2 separate regions of the Sus scrofa genome follow, and region 2 is linked to region 1. Evidence: chromatin contacts called from public Hi-C data. All regions are on one chromosome and are shown on one strand. The core of a region is the stretch at or near the end of the contact, and the rest is flanking DNA. Distances in the headings are between cores, read along the strand shown.

Region 1 (2,626 bases), core at 80-2,579:
TTGAAGGTCCAGAAGCAGTCATGAAAGAACCTACAAAGGAAGTTTCTAGAAGCTGTGGAGAAAGAGGACAGAGTGAAAAGCAGGTCATTTAATTATATTTTCCTTTGCCTTTGTTTCTCCTCCTTACTTATTCTCTTCATGAGCTGCTGTTACCGTGGAAAGGCTCTTGTCTCATCACAGAAGGAATCAGAAACTAGAAGGAAATTGAGAAGGCAAAGTGAGGATTTATTTAAGTGAGAAACAAGCCTCCAGAGGGAAGGCAGGCAGACAGGTGAGCAGTTGCCCTGCGTTTCTTTAGCAAGTGGGTTAGGAGGGGCATACAAATGAAGGGGCGGAGTATTCACTGGGGATCCTATACCCTGATTTTCTTTTTTTTAATTTAAAATGATTTTTATTTTCTCCATTATGGCTAGTTTACAGTGTTCTGTCAATTTTGTACTGTACAGCAGGGTGACCCAGTCACACATACATCTATACAGTCTCTTTCTCACATTATGCTCCTTCATGCCCCATCATAAGTGACCAGATAAAGTTCCCAGTGCTATACAGCAGGATCTCATTGCTCATCCATTCCCAGGGCAACAGTTTGCATCTATTAACCCCAAATTCCCAGTCCGTCCCACTCCCTCCCCTTCCCCCTTGTCATTTATCCAGATTTTCATTCCAGCTCCACCTTCCTGAAGGGGGGAGGGATTTTTGTCCTTATTTAACTTTGATTGGAAGTGTCCTGAGCCTTGGTCCTTAATGGAATTTTTTTATCTGTAAGGCTAATTTTATTGCAATGAGGAAGTAACGAGCAACAGGTTACATTTGAATGCTGGAGATTCCTGCCTTTTCCAACCTTTCTTTTTCTGCCTCCAGGACACTTACCACCTCAAATGTGTGGTTTCCAGTCAGTTCCTGCTTTTCTTTTTCTGCCATGAGACACCCCCCAATCCCTCACCCCTCCTTCTTTTTGCTGCCCTGGGACCCCCTGCTGTTTGCAAGATGCGTGGTTTCCTGCCAGTTGGCCTTTGGCCTCTGTTTCTCTGTTCACACCTACCTCTCTGCCTGCTGTAACACTGCCACAAAACTGTGGGAGGAGCAAAATCTCATCACCTTAAAATCCATCTAGATGGGACATGGTGGAGGGATTGAAATTACTATTTTTCTCTTTTGGCAGAAAATAAAAGCACCCAGGATAATCCAGGTGTGGAGGGCTGGTGTACATATGGAAGAGATCATAAAGCTCTAGAGTTTGTTTATATGGACATCTAAGTGCGTGGGAATCAGTGCAGAGTTTTGTTTTCTTTTTCTTTAGTTCAACCTGACGAATGGTCTTCCGAAGTGACCTCACCACATTTGCATAGTGCAAACTCTTCCTCTGATCAAGGTGCACGTCTCCATGGATGGGGTTGTGGGGAGACCACGAAGGACAGAGCAGTTCTTGTGGACCCAGTCGATGGTGTGGATAACATCTTTAGGAGGTTATAAAAGGTCATAACAAAACAATCATGCATTCTGACAGGGGTAAGCTGTAGGAGAAACTGTCCCAATAAGAAGGAAGAAAGGAGAGACCTCAGCCATGATGACTAAGCAAAGTCCAGCCAACTGCCCCTAACCACCCTCCCCCACACATCTGCTTCTGTGAACTTGTTTCCACACCTACTCCCTCGCCTGACCTCACTCCGGTCCAACCAGCCAAGCACGGACCCGGAAGAGGTAGCCCATAAAAGCCTTGTGAAACCCTTCTTCGGGGCTCAGACTCCGGAGAGCCATCTCCTCTGAGCCCGCCGGCAAAATAAACCTGAAGTCTCCAACTCTCCGAGTACTCGCTGGGTTTCTCGCCCCGTAAAAGAGCTGATCCACTGCAGCCACAGAGCTGCTGGAGCTGGGACACTACAGCCACAGGGCTGTCGCCAGAGCTGATAACGCTGCAGCACAGGGCTGCTGGGCAGCTGCTGTAACAAAACAACCATCCTCCCAGCCTTGAATCCCCTAATAAGGTTTCTAGGAGGCGCTGGTTCATCATTACCCTTTGAGAAAGGGTAGAATGGCATGTCTCCTCAGGGCAGCTTTTTCTTCTGGCAGCAATAATTGTTTAGTTCATTATTTGTATTCATTCAGACTCATTGACCTTCACATTATTTATCTATTTTTTTAATTTTTTTTTGGGGGGTCTTTTTAGGGTCGCACCCGAGGCATATGGAGGTTCCCAGGCTAGGGGTCCAATCGGAGCTGTAGCCGCCGGTCTACGCCTCAGTTACAGCAACAGGGGATCTGAGCCACATCTGCGACCTACACCACAGCTCATGGCAACGCGGGATCCTTAACCCACTGAGTGAGGCCAGGGATCAAACAGGCAACGTCTTGGTTACTAGTCCAAGACAATGGTTTGTTAACCATTGAGCCAACCTTCACATATTTTTAAACAAAAGAAACATTTTCAAATGGAGATCCGTCATGATTTTCTGTTTTTTTTTTTTTTTTTCTTCAGGGCCACACCTGCAGCATACAGAAGTTCCCAGGCTAGGGATCAAATCAGAGCTGCAGCTGCCAGCCTACACCACAGCCACAGCATCTCAGGATCCGAGCCATGTCTTCAAACCTACACCATAGCTCACAGCAATGGCAGATCCCCAACTCA
Region 2 (2,626 bases), core at 43-2,542, 910 kb before region 1:
CATGGCCATCTTCTTCAAGGAAGGTTAAGTCTTTCTCGAATCTCATCACTCTGACCTCTTCTGTCTTCATCTTCCACTTTTAGGGACACTTGTGATTACATTAGACCAACCTGAATAATTTTAAGGTCAGCTGATTAGCAACCTTAATACCATCTGCAACTTTAATTCCCTTTTTCCATGTTACAGCATTTTACAAATTCTGGGATTAGGAAGTAGACATCTCTGGGAGGCTAGTATTCTGTTTATCATAGTCCAAATCTGCTTGTGGATTGCAGAGACTTCTCTTGGTTTCAGTTCCCCTAAAGGCTTAGCTTCCTGCTTTTCAGTGTGTGTGTGTGTTTCATCATTTTGGGGATTTAGAGCAAGAGGAGGAGGATGGAGCATGAGCATATCACCCTGCTGACTCATAATTTTTAATATTTGTATTTTAAAATGTGATTTTTTTTTTCTCTTTCATAGCCACACCTGCAGCATATTGAAATTCCCAGGCCAGGGGTCGAACTGGAGCCACAGCTGGCAGCTTTTGTCACAGCTGTGGAAACACCAGATCCTACACCACAGCTTGCAGCAATGCTGGATCCTTAACCCAATGAGCGAGGTCAGGGATCAAGCCTGAGTCCTCACAGATACTATGTCATGTTCTTTACCTACTGAGCTACAATGGGAACTCCTGAAAATGTGATTTTTTTTTTTTTTTGATCCGGAATATATTTAGAAAAAATTTTAAAGGTAATTTTAAAAGTTTTATTTTGCGAATACTCATTTTGGCTCAGTGGTAATGAATCCAACTATTATCTGTGAGGACTCAGGTTTGATCCCTGGCTTGGCTCAGTGAGTGGGTTGAGGATCTGGCATTGCCACTGGTGCCATAAAGATGGTACTGGAGTCCAGGTTCTTGTTCACAGTAGTTGAAGAATGAACTCAATGAACACACAGGCAGCAAGCAAGCAAGTTTTTATTACAGGAAAGCAGATAGCTCCCAGGGTTATTGGGAGGGGGAAGAAGAGCCGCCCTTCTCTATTGCCCTATAGGGGTTTGGGGGAGCTATTCCTCCAGGTGTTGTGGGTGTGGCCCTAAAAAAAAAAAAAGAAAAGAAATAGAAATAGAAGTATTCCTTTAACAATTTCTGCTTTGGGGTGTTTATTTAAACATTTATTTACCTAAGAAACAATCAATTTTAGTAAATATTCCATGAATGTTTATTTTTTGCTTCTTGATCTATGACCCAGAGAAATACATTGAATACTTTCATGTTATGGCAGCTGCTCAGCAGCTCTGCGTCACAGCGTATCAGCTCTGGCGACAGCCCTGTGGCTGTCGTGTCCCAGCTCCAGCAGCTCTGTGGCTGCAGTGGATCAGCTCTTTTACGGGGCGAGAAACCCAGCGAGTACTCAGAGAGTTGGAGACTTCAGGTTTATTTTGCCGGCGGGCTCAGAGGAGATGGCTCTCCGGAGTCTGAGCCCCGAAGAAGGGTTTCACAAGGTTTTTATGGGCTACCTCTTCCGGGTCCGTGCTTGGCTGGTCGGACCGGAGTGAGGTCAGGCGAGGGAGTAGGTGCGGAAACAAGTTCACAGAAGCAGATGTGTGGGGAGGGTGGTTAGGGGCAGTTGGCTGGACTTTGCTTAGTCACCGTGGCCGGGATCTCTCCTTTCTACCTTTTTATCGGGACATTTTCTCCTACATTCACTGTCAATGTATCCTTGTATTTTCAGCATGATTACCTTGTAAATTTGACGCAATGTTATTTATTGCCTAAGTGTTCCTCTATGTTATATGTTCATTGTAGGCTATTTGTTTTAACAGATGACTTTATACTATGAGTATAAAATAGTAGTTTCTCTTAGTCTCATTGCTCAACCCTCTAACACTTTGACCTAATGGAGTATGATATATACAAACTGCAATTTCTGATGAATGTACTTGCTAGTGTTCTTACCATTTACAAATACTGTTGCATGGCTTACACCACTCAGAATGCAATGTGCCGCCTCAAGTCCCTCCCTACCTCTTGCCCAGTTCTTTGTATTTTTCAGTTTTATTGAGATATAATTGGCATATAACATTGTGCAGGTTTAAGGTCTACAACGTGACGATTTAACACACATATGTATTGCAAAGACATTACCACGATAAGGTTAGTTACCCATATCCATCACTTGACATAATTTCCTTTTAGTGTGGGTGGGGGGGTAATACTTATGATCTACTCTCTTAACAACTTTCAAGTATATTATACAGTATGGTTAACTATAGGCACTGTGGAAAGTAACATAATATCTTTTCTATCAAAGGAAATCTCCCATTACTCCATTTTGCAGCCCCTCCTCTTCCCTCTTCTCCCAGTAACAGTTTGTTTCAAATTAGCCAACCGGGAAGAATGTCGCCCTGACGTGACCAATGGGAAGGGGACAGGTACATCACCTGCGTTAGGGATAATGTCTTTTCTGTGCGTGCGCTTTTTGAGTACCCGCGCCCTTCTGCAGAAGTAAAGAGCCTTGTCGAGATCTCCCCATGTTCATGTGTCTTATTTTCCGACGCTGACGATCCGAGCCATCTCCCCAACAGCACCAGGCTGCACAGTAGATCCCCAGAGCCTGTTTGTCTTACATCTGGAAGTTTTGTTTTG

Evidence for each region. A called contact is a pair of places that touch in the nucleus more often than the background predicts.
Region 2: a Hi-C map of liver shows a contact between it and region 1, with 11 times the contacts expected there. The contact joins two enhancer-like sites. A contact is called at or near these places in 5 of 47 Hi-C or Micro-C datasets (embryonic fibroblasts, fetal liver, fetal skeletal muscle and 2 more) and 1 of 2 datasets of contacts at active chromatin or transcription factors (alveolar macrophages).

Annotation. Positions count from the first base shown.
Region 1 is chr8:29,261,469-29,264,094 of Sscrofa11.1, reverse strand. No RefSeq gene overlaps it. Among named protein-coding and RNA genes, the nearest start is that of PGM2, 45 kb to the left of the region's middle. Within about 2 kb of position 1,329, at least 22 of the 83 cell types and tissues checked have an H3K27ac peak or open chromatin away from gene starts, as enhancers often do. A contact at or near this core is called in alveolar macrophages, fetal liver and liver, where this site is marked.
Region 2 is chr8:30,172,932-30,175,557 of Sscrofa11.1, reverse strand. All of the region lies in intron 1 of TLR6 (toll like receptor 6), which reads left to right. Among named protein-coding and RNA genes, the nearest start is that of TLR6, 6.4 kb to the left of the region's middle. Within about 2 kb of position 1,292, at least 19 of the 83 cell types and tissues checked have an H3K27ac peak or open chromatin away from gene starts, as enhancers often do. A contact at or near this core is called in alveolar macrophages, fetal liver and liver, where this site is marked.